Regions from separate parts of the Bombyx mori genome. Here region 2 is linked to region 1. A link is a contact called in public Hi-C data. All regions are on one chromosome and are shown on one strand. Each heading gives the region's core, a stretch centred on a gene start, on an enhancer-like site or on the middle of the called end of the contact. The rest is flanking DNA. Distances are from core to core; before and after follow the strand shown. Region 1 overlaps LOC101740837 (reversion-inducing cysteine-rich protein with Kazal motifs). Region 2 overlaps LOC101740562 (NADH-ubiquinone oxidoreductase 75 kDa subunit, mitochondrial).

The links. Hi-C and Micro-C count contacts between places; a contact is called where the count stands out from the background.
Region 2: a contact with region 1 is called in a Hi-C map of whole pupa, with 1.7 times the contacts expected there. The contact joins two enhancer-like sites. A contact is called at or near these places in 2 of 7 Hi-C or Micro-C datasets (both in whole pupa).

What each region holds. Positions count from the first base shown.
Region 1 is chr3:10,595,601-10,602,759 of ASM3026992v2, reverse strand. It overlaps LOC101740837 (reversion-inducing cysteine-rich protein with Kazal motifs), which reads left to right. Exons shown (of 18, transcript XM_004931661.5): 4 at 7,042-7,125. Among protein-coding and RNA genes, the nearest start is that of LOC101740837, 35 kb to the left of the region's middle. Within about 2 kb of position 4,224, at least 1 of the 8 cell types and tissues checked has open chromatin away from gene starts, as enhancers often do.
Region 2 is chr3:10,640,044-10,647,202 of ASM3026992v2, reverse strand. It overlaps LOC101740562 (NADH-ubiquinone oxidoreductase 75 kDa subunit, mitochondrial), which reads left to right. Exons shown (of 14, transcript XM_004931660.5): 10 at 45-251; 11 at 1,110-1,284; 12 at 2,462-2,624; 13 at 3,844-3,991; 14 at 5,199-6,040. The coding sequence ends at 5,345. Among protein-coding and RNA genes, the nearest start is that of Mir2807b, 6.8 kb to the right of the region's middle. Within about 2 kb of position 3,877, at least 2 of the 8 cell types and tissues checked have open chromatin away from gene starts, as enhancers often do.

The DNA of each region.
Region 1 (7,159 bases), core at 2,975-5,474:
AAATAGGCAGGGTAGTGGTGCATAGCAGTACGGGCTCACAAGACGCTCTATCTAAGAATATTGAATGATTTCAATATATTTGATCAGTTAGTGAAAAAAAAAAAAGCTAATATTAATATTGGCTTCCTAATCTTCATATGTATATTTCAAGGAAGCGTGCACAACCAAACTCATAGTTATGGTAACCTCCACTGGATGCAGGCCACGTATATCGCAGGACGTGTCAACTGACATGGCGTCGATACAGAGGTGATGTCAACCTGACTCGATTGTGTCTATGCTAATATCATGGGAGACCTTTACATCTCAGTAATACAACGGAACACTTTTTATTCTGTCGCCATTGACAAACGCACGTCGCGGATTGAATAATAAGCCATGTTTTTTAATGCCGAACCTCGTATGAATGTAAAAATATTCTTGCTTATTTGGGTTATTGCACTTGGACGTGCGAGGAGAGAATATTTCCAATGCCAATATTGCAATCCGTGAAGATACGAGGTGTGTGTTGTGTTGGCTATTGTTGTTTGTTGGTTTATTTTAGAGATCGGCACTTCGTTAGTTCGCGTTACGAAGAATGTTGGAAACGCCCACGTATTTCCGCATTGACATTTTTATTTAGTTTTCGGTACGTTTCCTAAAAATAATTATTAACACGTAATATGTTATGTAGAAATTTATTAGTCTAGATTGATACCAACAGGCGTGATAAGTAAATCAAATTGTATGAGGTTATATTCATCTGTTTTTTTATTTATTTATTTATTTATAGTTGTTTTCTTTGATTATAAACAGTATTTACAGAAACTGTAAAACAATCGAAACAATATTAATGTAAAAATAAAACAGCTGTAATTTATTTTATTTTGATTTACTTACATACAATCTTATGTTTCAAAGTATGCAGTTTTTAATTTTATAGAATAAGAATAAGCCTTTATTTTTCTGACGAATAAAGGGTTAATGCTTCGTATGCTAATTTCACAATTCGTTTTAGATTTTTTGTATAAGTTTGTTTCAGTTTTGTTGCCAAAGTCCACAAATAATGAACGTGAGAGAGTCCGTTAGCCACCGAATGACTCACGTCTGCGACGAAACGTTAGAATATTAATTAAGCTTTGTTTTTTTAAATTTCAAACGTGAAAAACTAATGAAAAGTAATATTTTTATCTGTTCGATATTTCAAAATCTCAATGATTATAATGATAAAATATAATTCATAGAACCAAAAACGAATGAATTAAAAGAAAAAAAGAAATAGACAAAGTCCCTTATGAACGTTGCAATGGATACTAACAACTATTGGTGGTAGGACCTCATGTCAGTCCGCACGGGTAGGTACCACCACCGCGCTTATTTCTGCCGTGAAGCAGTAATGCGTTTCGGCTTGAAGGGTGGGGCAGCCGTTGTAACTATACTGAGTACAACTTATATGTCAAGGTGGGTGGCGCATTTACGTTGAAGGGGTCTATGGGCTCCAGTAACCACTTAACACCAGGTGGACTATAATGTTAACAAATGCTTACTTCCATGAACGTAATATGACAATGTCCAAATTTTTTCCGTTAAATGTTTGGTTCTCATTAGCTGTCGAATCATTTCTTCATTTATGCTGGTGCACGGAAAATAGCTTATCTTATCTTGCTTCATTAAAAATGTTTGAAATTCGCCTTAATTTATTGGTAGAGAAACAATTGACAAATAATTGTATCTCTGAATTATGTCGGATAAGTTGAGAGTCATTTGTATACAATGATCATTGTTCTGACACCTTGAAGCGTGATTTCCATACATATTTTAATGATGCATATGTGTATATATTGTATTATGTTATAGTTGTATTATTTACATGTAAAACTATTGAACTGATTCGATTCGTTTTGTACCAAGAATTTAATTAACGAAAAAGAAACAGTAATCAAAATGTATTAATTGTCCTGAAACTTGAAATTATTGTAGATATTTTTATAATTTAAATTAAGTAATTGTAGAATTTATGTTTTTATTTGTTGAGGGTAAAGCTAAGTGGTTCTTGTTGTATCGTATGTCCATAGTTGTTGCAGCGGTTTCGAGTTTCAATTCAATTCTATGAGGGAAAATATGAATTGATTACATTCATACATTCATTGAAGTATCCCTAATTTTTATTTGTCTATTCGCTAAAATAACCAATATTTATTTTAAGAAGAAAACTAATGTCATTGTAAAATGTGTTAGCGATGTCCAATAAATTTATTAATGTGGGTAGTAATGTTCTTATCACCACAGCCGCGCTTGCGCATTGAGCACTTCCAAGAACTCTCATGATGTTATCAATCTCTTTGAATGTTACCTCAGAGTTTGAACTATGATAACCTCTTCACTTCGGAGTACAGATCTTTCGCACGTAGAGCATTATTTTTTTGTTCGTTATTGTTTTACCACCTGATTGGGAAAATTGATATGTGGCGTGCTTTGATCAACAAGCTGGCTATCTAACCCTATAGACATCATGATGCAAGGGTCGAAAATCGTAACTAACAATGTGTAGTTCTCAAAGTCGAAACATGATCGGTTCTATTGAAGAATAGCTCTTAGCTGATCTATTTTTCTTGGTATCTCAACTTCTAACGAATTCAGTGGTCAATAGTCAATAGTTTAAATAATCTTATACCAAAAATCGCATACAATATAATATGGCCTTATTCCAATCTATCATCATCTTCAGCCGGTAATGGTCCACTGCTGGGCATGTTTCTCTCCCAAACCACACCACTGGGCTCAGTCTTCGGTTCTCTCTATCAATTTCTTGCGGGCCTTTATGAATGAATGAATTAAAATTAATCTAAATTATGTATGTAAAGAAAAACCTTCATAGTATAAAACTTTCTTCTCTTTCTTTTTTTTTCTAAAAAGGATTTTTCATATATGTCATTCAGTGAAGTTGACATTCAGTAAAAAGAAAGTTCAGCTTGTTTAAAAATATAAGTTTTATTAGATTTGTTGGGCTTTAAATGTTGTTTTCTCATCTCTACATAGTATAAAAAACAAAGTCGCTTTCTTTGGCCCTATATTCTTAGGTATGCTTAAATCTTTAAAACTACGCAACGGATTTTAATGCGTTTTTTTTTAATAGATAGAGTAATTGAAGAGGAAGGTTTATATGTATAATAACATCCATTAAATAGTGGAAAAATCAATAATAAATTACAGTTTCCGAAGCGAAGCGAGGGCGGGTCGCTAGTTATAAATATAACAGAAAACGCAATTAAGCTTTTTATTGTTTATTTAATCTGGAGTACCCAACAAATATCATTATATATATTTTCAGAAAGTTGGTTGCTGTGTACAAGACAATTTTAGTTGCATGATAAAATATTGCAAAGGAATTCGAATTCAAAAATATCATTGAGTTTAGATGTTTTGCTTTTCAAAAAAACAGCCACCACTTCCTCGTTTTATTTTTACTGCTTAATTAGGCTTAACAAAGCGCTCCGAATCAGTAATTGGATATTTTAAAAGGACATACGATCGTTACTCTGTTCCAATACGCGTTCAGTATTTCCGAGCATCAATTAAATATAATCAAGCGACGCTAATGTTCATCATTAATCGTTTGCAACATGTGTTATTTTTGAATTGAGTTAGTTTTGACAATGTACGGTTCATTACCCCCGGCTAGTCTTTTCGGCCAGCCAATACCAGAAAGGTTAAGTGTCTTAGAGTGGTGCTATGACCTTCTAGCTTGATATAAAGTAAGCCCGCGGTCGCGTCAGGTTTACACATACCCGATCCTGTGGCCCGAACGGTAAACAGGATCGGGTATGTGTGATCGACGTCGCCCTAAACACTTCATTACGGACCCGCCCGATCCATTAATGATGCTTTTAGGTACCACAAGCACCGGTCACCGTCCTAGTCAAACCAGTCGCTTGCGACGAAGGGCTCGACGAGTGAATTAACCCATAGACATAGCCCAATGGGTTTCTCGCCGGATCTTCTTAGTGGTCGCGTTTCCGATCCAGTGGTAGATTCTGCGAATCACTGATCTTGCTAGGGCCAGTGTTAGCAACTCCCGGCTAGAGTCCCGTGAGTTCACCTACACGTCAAGGAGAAGCTGAAATAGCCTCTCAAGGCTATCAGCATAGGTAGAAAAAAAATTCAGGTTCTTGCTCGGTGCACGGTCTAGACAAAGCACAGGTCTCCGTACTCTTCGAGGAGTGACGTGACAGGTCGTGGTTCCAATCCCGTGGATCTCAGGCCTCCTTCGAAGGCACTCGAGCAGTAATCAGTAAGTTTCCCTTCTCGGTGGAGTCCTTAAGTTTGCCAACTCAATTCAATTTTATACTTATATAGGGTGCATTGTAATCTTGCGGGGGTACGTAATTCTGTCCATTTCAGTCGCGAAGAAGTCATGCGTTCTTGTATCATGGGTGGGGGCAACTGGGACAACCGTTATACAATACAATTGAGACTTCTATCTCAGGTCTCAGCTCACTTAGTAAAGTCTGTGGGCTCCGGCCAGACTTAACATTGTGTGTTTGGGTTACTCACATCTTCATGCTAGTAAAAATTCCCTATATTTATTTTTTCAAGCAACGAAGGGCTTTAGTGAAAGATTTTCTGTACGGTCCAGAGTTTTTGATGTGTACGAAATTGGTCGAATTTTATTTCACAGCAGTGTCTTTAAATAATTTGGATAAATTGCGCATGGCTACGCTGCTTAGATCAATGAGAATTATAATAAATTCATTATGTTTATGTTATAGTATGTTTATTTTGCGGTATGTACATTTTTACGGCACGGATGTGGTTTGGTATTGCTGCAATGGTGAGCTAATACAAGCGTGGGACTTAGACGATGTTATTCCGTCAGGGTGGAAGTCATTTGTGATTATGAGTTAAGTAAGTATCTCATTAGACAAAATGGTATCTGCCTGCGTGAACACCGACATAGCATCGCTTGATACGAGTAGGTACACCGAACGACTTATCCTTTAAGCCAATTCGTCCTCTCTCTCTCTCTCTTCGATCGGTCTCTCACTGCTGAGGATCGTGACTCCGTCCGATTCCGTCAACCAGCTGTCTCCATCGATCCCACCCTGCAGCCCGGTGGAGTGCGTCGCTGACAGGTATCCCCAGTTCCTCCGCTATTTGGTCCGACCATCGTTTGGGACCTCTACCCCTAGGCGTAGATGTCCCAAACGATGTAGATGTAGATCACATGTAGATGTAGATGCGATTAATCTGATTTTTGGATTATTCTAAAATTTATAGAAATTGCACGATTAGTACCAGATGTTCAGTTAGATCAAACACGTTTAAGCAAAGCATTGTTTATAAACAGTAGCAGATAGATTGCAGCAACGCTTGGCTTTTATAAGTTATCAGCGGCAGATCAGCCCTCTGAGTGTATCGCCGGATCTTTTCAGTGGGTCGCGCACTTGTAGATTCTGCGAAGCACGGCTCTCGATAGGGTTCGTGTTAGCAACGTCGTCAGGTTTAAGCCCCGTGAGCTCACCTACTAGTTAAGGTTACGCTGAAATAGCCTCTCAAGGCTATCAGAATAGGCAGAAAAAAAACTGCAGATCGCTCTGTTTTCAACTAGCCGTTCTAATTATAATTTCGTGGCTTCCACTTTAGAATACGTTAATATTTACCCATCCGAACTAGTGATCGTTATATTAACGACATTCGAAGCGCACGTTTGACTCGCACCGCGCCCATCTTTGCTTAAGTTTATCACATCGTTGCGGTTCCGTATATACGTAACCATCGTTCCGTGTTTATGGTTTATACAGATGATTATTTTAATATGCATTATCTATATATTAATACGTGAAGCAAAAACTTTGTATCCCTTTTTACGAAAATTTGCACGGACGGAGGAGTATGAAATTTTCCACACTTACAGAGAATATAGAGAAGAAGTGCACATGGCTAATATTTTTTTAAAATAATGCATAAAAGATACATACATTAAATGAATAAAGAAAACATTACACACACTACATACCATGTATTTGACGTACACACGCATGCATACTATTTATTGTCAAACTTGTTCTGACGTCTGTTGTCAAATTGAGATTAAATATTGTTTGTCTTTATTAATATTTTTTTATAGTGTAGTCTTGGGGAAATTTTTTATTATAGAAGTATAAAATACAATCATAATAGTGTACAAACTTACAATTCCAATTAATTATAGTCGAATTTCGACTACTGCGGGACCTCTAGTATTTATTTATTTGACCAAATTGTATTTAGGATCTATATGCCGGCATATAATGTTGTTTTAGGAAAAAAACGCAACCTCACACTCTAGGTGGCGGCTATCGCTCTCGTCAAGGACTTTGATTCTAAGCTCACATACTTCATATACGTCCAATCCATCGCCAAGAAAAAAATACTAGTATATAATAGTAAAATGCAGTACTGCAATTGAAATTTATTCGATACCAGCTGTTAACTGTGACTGTACCCGCGTGCTCAAGGAAAACTATCAGTCTATTTTCTGTGGCAATAAGATATTTTTTCGGGATAAAACGCAGCCACTGTCACTTCTTCTTCTTCTTCTTAGTCGCAAGCTTCATTGCTGAAGGCAGTGTCCCTGAAAGCCCTTCGTGTCTCTTTGTACCATCAGCTTCCATTTCCTACAGATTTCGGCTTCACTCAGGGCGGTCGAAACAGAGAGTCCAGTCATCGCAGTAAACTGATCTGACCAACGGTTCGGTGACCGGCCGGCGGGTCTTTTACTTCACTTACTCGACTTAAAACTATAACTTTTAAAAAATCTTGCGTCAAGCCGTTGCTTCGTTTCCACGTGAAAGAAGGATAAGCAAACACATAAAATACTTTTACATTCATAATGTTAGCATGGAAGCATGAATTATTTGCCACGAATCTTCGTTATTATAATTTGCGTTTTCCGGAACGGTTTCTTAATGGGTTTACATCATTCAAAAAACCGGCATTGGTTTCGTCTTAATGAACCCTAACACCGCTCTAAAATTAACGCCACGTTTGTCACCATTACAATAATTTCCCATATCGTTCCAGATGTCCCAGCTCAATATGACGACAGACAGATCTGTTATAGAGCAAAGCACGCCGAATATTTACAAATTTTGCGGTCATCACTTGGTGAGTATTAGTAACAATATCACTACTCATCCTT
Region 2 (7,159 bases), core at 2,628-5,127, 45 kb before region 1:
GTAATAACTAAATGTAATTTTTTTTGTTTTTTTGGTACGCTCAGCACGCTGGTGATTCAGCTTCTATAGTGAAGGATCTGGCGACCGGCACCAGCTCGCACGCGGTGGCCAGGCGGCTGGAGCAAGCCAAGCGCCCCGTCGTCATCCTGGGCGCCGAGCAGCTGCGCGGGCCCGAGGGAGCCGCGCTGCTCGCCTACACGCAGCAGCTCGCTCTCAAGCTGCACGACAAGCTCGCCGATAAGAGCTGGAAGGCAGGCTCTCAATTAATCTATATAGAATATAAAGTATTTTTAAAGTGAAACTTTTATTACATCGTCTCAAAACTTTTTCGTCTGTGTGTCGCATGTCGCGTGACGGTCGGCCGCGGAGTAGGGATAAAGTGAAAGGGGCTCGTCAGAGCAGCCAAGGCCAATATGGCGGTGCCTATAGTTCGCAGCAGCCGACCGTGTAGTGTATAGGCCATTACTCATTTGTGCGAGTGCTCGACGCTATTTTGTTTGTTTTTGTCAGTGTCTAATGTAAATGTTCTTTGTCAGAGCTAAATGTCTATAATGTGAAAAAAAGTTTCACTTTTATCGTGGTTTCATAAAACCACACAATCGTTTTTTATTTTTAAGGGATTTTTGACCTAATAATTTCATAACTATGACCTTTAAGTCATGTTTTATTTTAATTTATATTCTTAATTTTATGAAAAATGATAATATGGAGTGAAATGAAATGAAGATGACTAATTTGAGACATTAATCTACTGGGATGTAATTAAATGAAATGAGATAAGATGATGTGTGATGAAATATAATCTCAGTAAAATGGTGGTGATTTACATTTTTTTAGTGGACTTTTTGGAGGATCCCGAGAAGCTACGTCCAGCAGCTTTGTTTCATTTTCCCACATTTGTGCACTTTCACAGATATTGAACAGTTAATAAACCACCGTTATTACACATTTAAACCTGAAGAAACATTAAATAGACAAAATAAAACAAACCACACAACTTCGCTCCTCGCGCTCCCGCCAAAAAGTCCATGAAATGTATTGAAATTACTGAGGCAGTTAATTAAACCGTCGTTTGGACAGTCGATAAATAGTTACGTTATTGTCTCCAGGTGCTGAACGTGCTCCAGCGCACAGCATCGCAAGTGGCGGCGCTGGACATCGGGTACAAGCCGGGCGTGGGCGGCGCGCTGCAGGGCGGGCCCCGCGTGGTGTACCTGCTGGGCGCCGACAGCGGAGTCGTCACGCGGGAGGCCTTGCCTAAAGACGCCTTTGTTATATACCAAGGTATAGATGCCGATGTCTCTCATAACAGGGCTGTCCAAACTACCTACCTTATTTTTATTTATTTTTTATTGCTTATATGGGTAGACGAGCTCACAGCCCACCTGGTGTTAAGTGGTTACTCGAACCCATAGACATCTACAGCGTAAATGCGCCACCCACCTTGAGATATGAGGTCTAAGATCTAGTATAGTTACATCGGCTGCCCCACCCTACAAACTGAAACGCATTACTGCTTCACGGCAGAAATAGGCAGGGTGGTGGAACCTATCCGTGCGGACTCACAAGAGGTCCTACCACCAGTAATTGATTTTTATTACATTATGTTATTCTTTTACCGTGAAAGTCAATTGTTTGTAATCATTTGTTGAGTACGTATTTCATTAGAAAAAATTGGTACTAGCCCGCCAGATTCGAACACCGGTGCATTGTTAGATACGAATACACCGAACGTCTTATCCTTTAGGCCACGACGACTTAAAAAAATATCCATATTTCTAACCGCAAAACAAAACCGGACCTGTCATCGTTCTCTTACCGGTCAGCGTTCTCGTCGAACCCGTCACTTGCGACGAAGGGCTCGGCGAGTAAATTAACCCTCAGGCACAGCCCACTGAGTTTCTCGCCGGATCTTTTCAGTGGGTCGCGTTTCCGATCCGGTGGTAGATTCCGCGAAGCACGGCTCTTGTTACGGTCCGGGCTAGCAACGTCATCAGGTGTGAGTCCTGTGAGCTCATCTACTAGCTCGGTGACGCTGATATGGTCTCTCTAGCTAGACCATGAGCTTAGGTAGGAAAAAAAAAAGCAGTAGGAATAGGACGATTGATGGTATTTAATTGTGCAGGCTAATGATAGTGTTCTTCGGCGCGCACTGTGCGGTACCGTAGGTTTGGTGGAGTCGGAGTGGTGGAGCTCGATGGGGTTTAGTCGGTAGTCGGTTGTGCGGGACGGATCCTGCGTGGTAGACGCCGCGCAGCGCCTCGCGTGCCTTTCTCAAGGCGTAGTATCCTGGTAGGAATAGGAAGAAGAGGAGGACTTTGGTCTTCTTCTTCTCCCTCTTCTTCTCTGGAGGCGCCGGAGTCCGACATAACCCGGTCTGTTACCCCTCTCGGCCGGGTATCAGTAAACGGATACCCCAGCGTTAAAAAAGAGGCTAATGATAGTGTTGCTATGGTTGCAGGTCACCACGGCGACGTGGGCGCGCAGATCGCGGACGTGGTGCTGCCCGGCGCCGCCTACACGGAGAAGCGCGCCACCTACGTCAACGCGGAGGGCCGCGCGCAGCAGACGCTCCTCGCCGTGTCGCCGCCCGGGAAGGCCAGGGACGACTGGAAGATCATTCGGTACCGTAGATTAGGGGGAAGTGGGCATCTCCAAATCCAATACAAATTTTTAATGATTTTTCTTAGAGTAATAATACCAATAAGATTTGATCCAGAAAGGGCGAATTCGCCGCGAAACGTTTATGAGATACTATAATAGAATTATTTTGTCCGTGCAGTTTGGGTCATAAAACATAGCCCGGCTAGGGCGGTGAGCTTGTGGCGCGGGCGCAACGCCATTAACGATAAAAACAAATGAGTAATCGGCTACTCTTTTGTTTTGTATCAAAACGGCAGAATTTATTCAAAATAATATTTGAACGTGTTGTTATCAACAATATGTTAAATTTTTTCACTGAAATAAGAATAAATCCCGAAAAGTTACAAAGTGTTAATTTTTGCCGTTATCGTTAACTTGCTGCGGCGATATGTGGTGTAAGTGTTCGATTAGTGATTCTTTCTTTCATATTTATCACTAACCCACAAAATGACAAAACTAAATACACTATCGATAACGCTTATCGACAACAATAGTGCGCATCACTATGCCCGTCCATAGGGCTCGTGAGTGGAAGAGAGAGCGAAATACTCGCTTCACCGCTCCGATTTTTTATGACCCAAACTGCACGGACAAAATAATTCTACTATAGGCGCTAATACATCGCGCCCGCAAGCATCGCGCGATATTCAAAATACGCGCGTAAATCGCGTGCCCTACGTCAGACTCTCTAATATACTGGTCGAATGAATTTTGTACATATAGGCAGTGTGTCGATGATATTCTTTGTTGAAATTTCGTGATTTCTGAAACTTTAATATAATGGTTATAGAAAAATACCATTTATATTTTTTTTTGTATAGCATGCAATGTAAATCGATACGAAATCAGCTGACACGTCAATGTATTTCGTATGACTTTGATAAGTTTCTTATGTTTAGAAACTAATATTGTTTCTCGTTATGTGTCGATTTAGCATATTACAATTATCCAAGCATTGTTTTACACGCTTCATGATAATGTGAAGGAATACCAATGAAGCTTGGATCAATGTCCAATAGGGGACGGCCGATGATGATTAACTTTTTTTTTTATTGCCCTTGTAGGCAGGCGAGCATACAGCCTGATCAACTTCACTCATAGACCTCAGCAATGCTAGGGGCAGAGCCAAGCCGCCGCTTACCACTTAATACTGCCCAAGGGCCTCGTTTGTCCTGTAATGTAAGTGTTGTGACGCGACAGGGCGCTGTCGGAGGTGGTGGGCGAGCGGCTCCCGTACGACAACCTGGACGAGGTCCGCGCGCGCATGAGCGAGATCAGCCCCGCGCTCGTCGCCTACGGGGACGTGCAGGACAACAACTACTTCGCGCAGGCGACGGCTCTGGCACAGGTATGTGACTATATTGAGACCTTAGAACTTATATCTCAAGCTGGGTGGCGCATTTACCTTGTAGATGTCTATGGGCTCCAGTAACAATTTAACGCCAGGCGGGCTGTGATGAGATAAAATGGGTTTCATTTTCTTATAAATTTTCTTTAGTAAATCGAGTAAATTAAAATACGCTTGCGTTTTGCATAAAGAGTATAATAATTGGAATAAGTAAAAACAATGTCATTGTGTAACGGACGACACCCATCTAAGCAATAAAAAAAAGTATCGTAATACACTCCCGGACACATCTATCGGTGTACCTAGTGTTGTAAGTTTTGACGGTTCCTAGCTAAAAACAAACGTTAGGTAGAGCAATAAGTTTTTATGCAGTTTTGAAGCTGATGATGCTTTTTAAAATTTCAAATTTAGAATTATGAAAAAGAAAAGAAACTGCCTACCTAACCTAACTTTAACGTTTATTTTTTGCTAGGGACCGTCAAAACTTAAAACACTAGGCCAATTGATGTGTCCGAGAGTGTATTACAACTCTCGCTAAGGGAACTATTGTGACAATTTCAACGAACAATTTCTTCTTCATACGAGGCTTGTGGGGAGTGCTTAATGGTAGGCAGTGGCTTGGCTATGCCCCTGGCATTGCTGAAGTCCATGGGCGACGGTAACAACTCACCATCAGGTGGGTCGTATGCTCGTCTGCCTACAAGGGCAATAAAAAAACAATTATGAGCCCACATTGTTGCCATTACTAAAAAGCAAGTAAATGTGTTCCAGTTCTTACTGGTGGTAGGACCTGTTGTGAGTCCGCGCGGGTAGGTACCACCGCCCTGCCTATTTCTGCCGTGAAGCAGTAATGCGTTTCGGTTTGAAGGGTGTGGCAGCCGCTGTAACTATACTGAGACCTTACAACTTATTTCTCAAGGTGAGTGGCGCATTTACGTTGTAGATGTCTATGGGTTCCAGTAACCACTTAACACCAGGTGGGCTGTGAGCTCGTCCACCCATCTAAGCAATAAAAAATAAAAAAGTTCGAACCTTCGACCCGTGTCTCGGAGGAGTTGTAGAATGCACTTTTGTGGTGTCAAGTAACCATTTAACCTCAAGTCACCTGCTAGTTGGTCTGCCCTGATGTAAAAAAAAACTTATTCTGATCTTGTATCTGGTATCTATAACGTAATATGGATGGCATAAAAATATATAAATTTCACAGAGCCTTCAGAAATCCCTGTCTGGTAAATTAGATGTGAAACTGAAGCAACTCGAAGACTACTTCATGACGGACCCGATAAGTCGCGCTTCGCCAACAATGGCCAAATGCATCCAAGCCGTGATCAAACAAAAACAATCGCCTTATTAATCGACATAGACAATGAGGTCCGGTAATAAATTCACTTTGTAATAGAAAAGAAAATTACCATGCATTTGTGTGTAGTACAACTTTGTAACGTAGCGTTTTAAGAGCAGCAATAAATGATTATGTTAAAATTAGTCCATCGACGGCTTTCATTTATTTATTATCTGTGATTTTTTTTCTGGACCTTGTGAGATTAAAAATTTATTCCTGGCAACTTTCATTGGAATTTGTGTTCAAAATTTGTTTTTTATTTTGTTTAATATGGTTCGGAAATTTCCAATGAACATCGAATTCCGATAAGAGTTGTATTCATCTTAGGATAATAAATTTATATAATGTCTTTCTGCAATCATTTTTACGAAAGAAATACTACAGAATGCACCTAGCGTAGCCCTAATGAAAAAAGCATAGACAAAATCTGACTTTTGATTTGATTACTAACTTTTGTCTATGGTAATTTCCTAATAAGGAAAAATTGTACGAAAAAAAAATGTCTATGGTAAATAAAAAATATAGCTGCACTTGTATTTAATGATTTCGCGCTATTTATTTTTAAATAAGTGTAGATGTTCAAATCATGTTATTCTATATAACGGAATGCACTCTGGTCTGTGTTACATCTGAATGTGAACGAAGACAGATATTTGTAAATAGTAATCACGTAGTATAAAATAAACTTGTAGTATAATGATTGTTGAGATTGTGGTTTTATTTCTTCCTTAATTTTTTAATGTGTAAAGTTTGGTGTTCGAAAGGATATAGGTACTATATATAAGGATATATAGATTCCACGGGTTGCTCGATACTTCCCTAAGACATTCAATAAAGTCTCAATCGTATTTTAATCACGGTTATATTTTCTTACAAACTGGAATGCACGATTTCATCGTAGAATAAATATCCGGAAGCATTGGATAAGCCTGTGTTAGCTTTCAAGACGATTTTTCACTTAAATTAGGAGGAAGAAAATTAACGATGTGTGGCTGGCTTAACTATTTTTTTATTGCTTTGATGGGTGGCCGAGGTCACAGCCCACCTGGTGTTAAGTGGTTACTGGAGCACATAGACATCTACTACGTAAATGCGTCACTCGTCTTGAGATATAAGTTCTAAGGTCTCAGTATAGTTACAACGGCTGCCCCACCCTTCAAACCGAAACGCATTACTGCTTCACGGTAGAAATAGGCGGGTTGGTGGTACCTACCCGTGCGGACTCCCAAGAGGTCCTACCACCAGAGCTAGATGTAAAGTAGACGATTTTTCACTAAAATAAGGAGAAAAACAATTGACGATTTATGGCTAGTTGAGCTGGGTGTAAAATAATAGTCTAGTTATGGGAGTGTAAGGATTTTTGCATATCTTAATTAATTTACAGACGGACTAAACAAGAATTATTCAGTGGTCCCGAAATTAATGAATACAAAGGTATGTTTTACTGTTCTACACATAAATTCGATCCGAAATGGGCAACCCACTGAGAAGATCCGGCGAGAAACTCTGGGCTGTGTCTATGGTTTAGTTCGCTCGTCGAGCCCTTCGTCGCAAGCGACGGGATCGACGAGGACGGTGACCGGTGCTTGTGGTGCCTAAAAGCACCGTTAATGGAGTGGCGATTTGAGTGGGCTAAACGGGCACGCGTATAAACTAAGACGTTGCAGTCCAAATAAGACACCCGGTGTATTCGTATTGAGCGATGCTACTATACCGGCGGCGTGTAAGAAAATTTAATCTGCAAAATTTAGAAATTTGCGGATTTACTAGGGTGTATGTTTGTATGGATTGGTACCATGATCTGGTACATTTCTGCATTGAAGAAG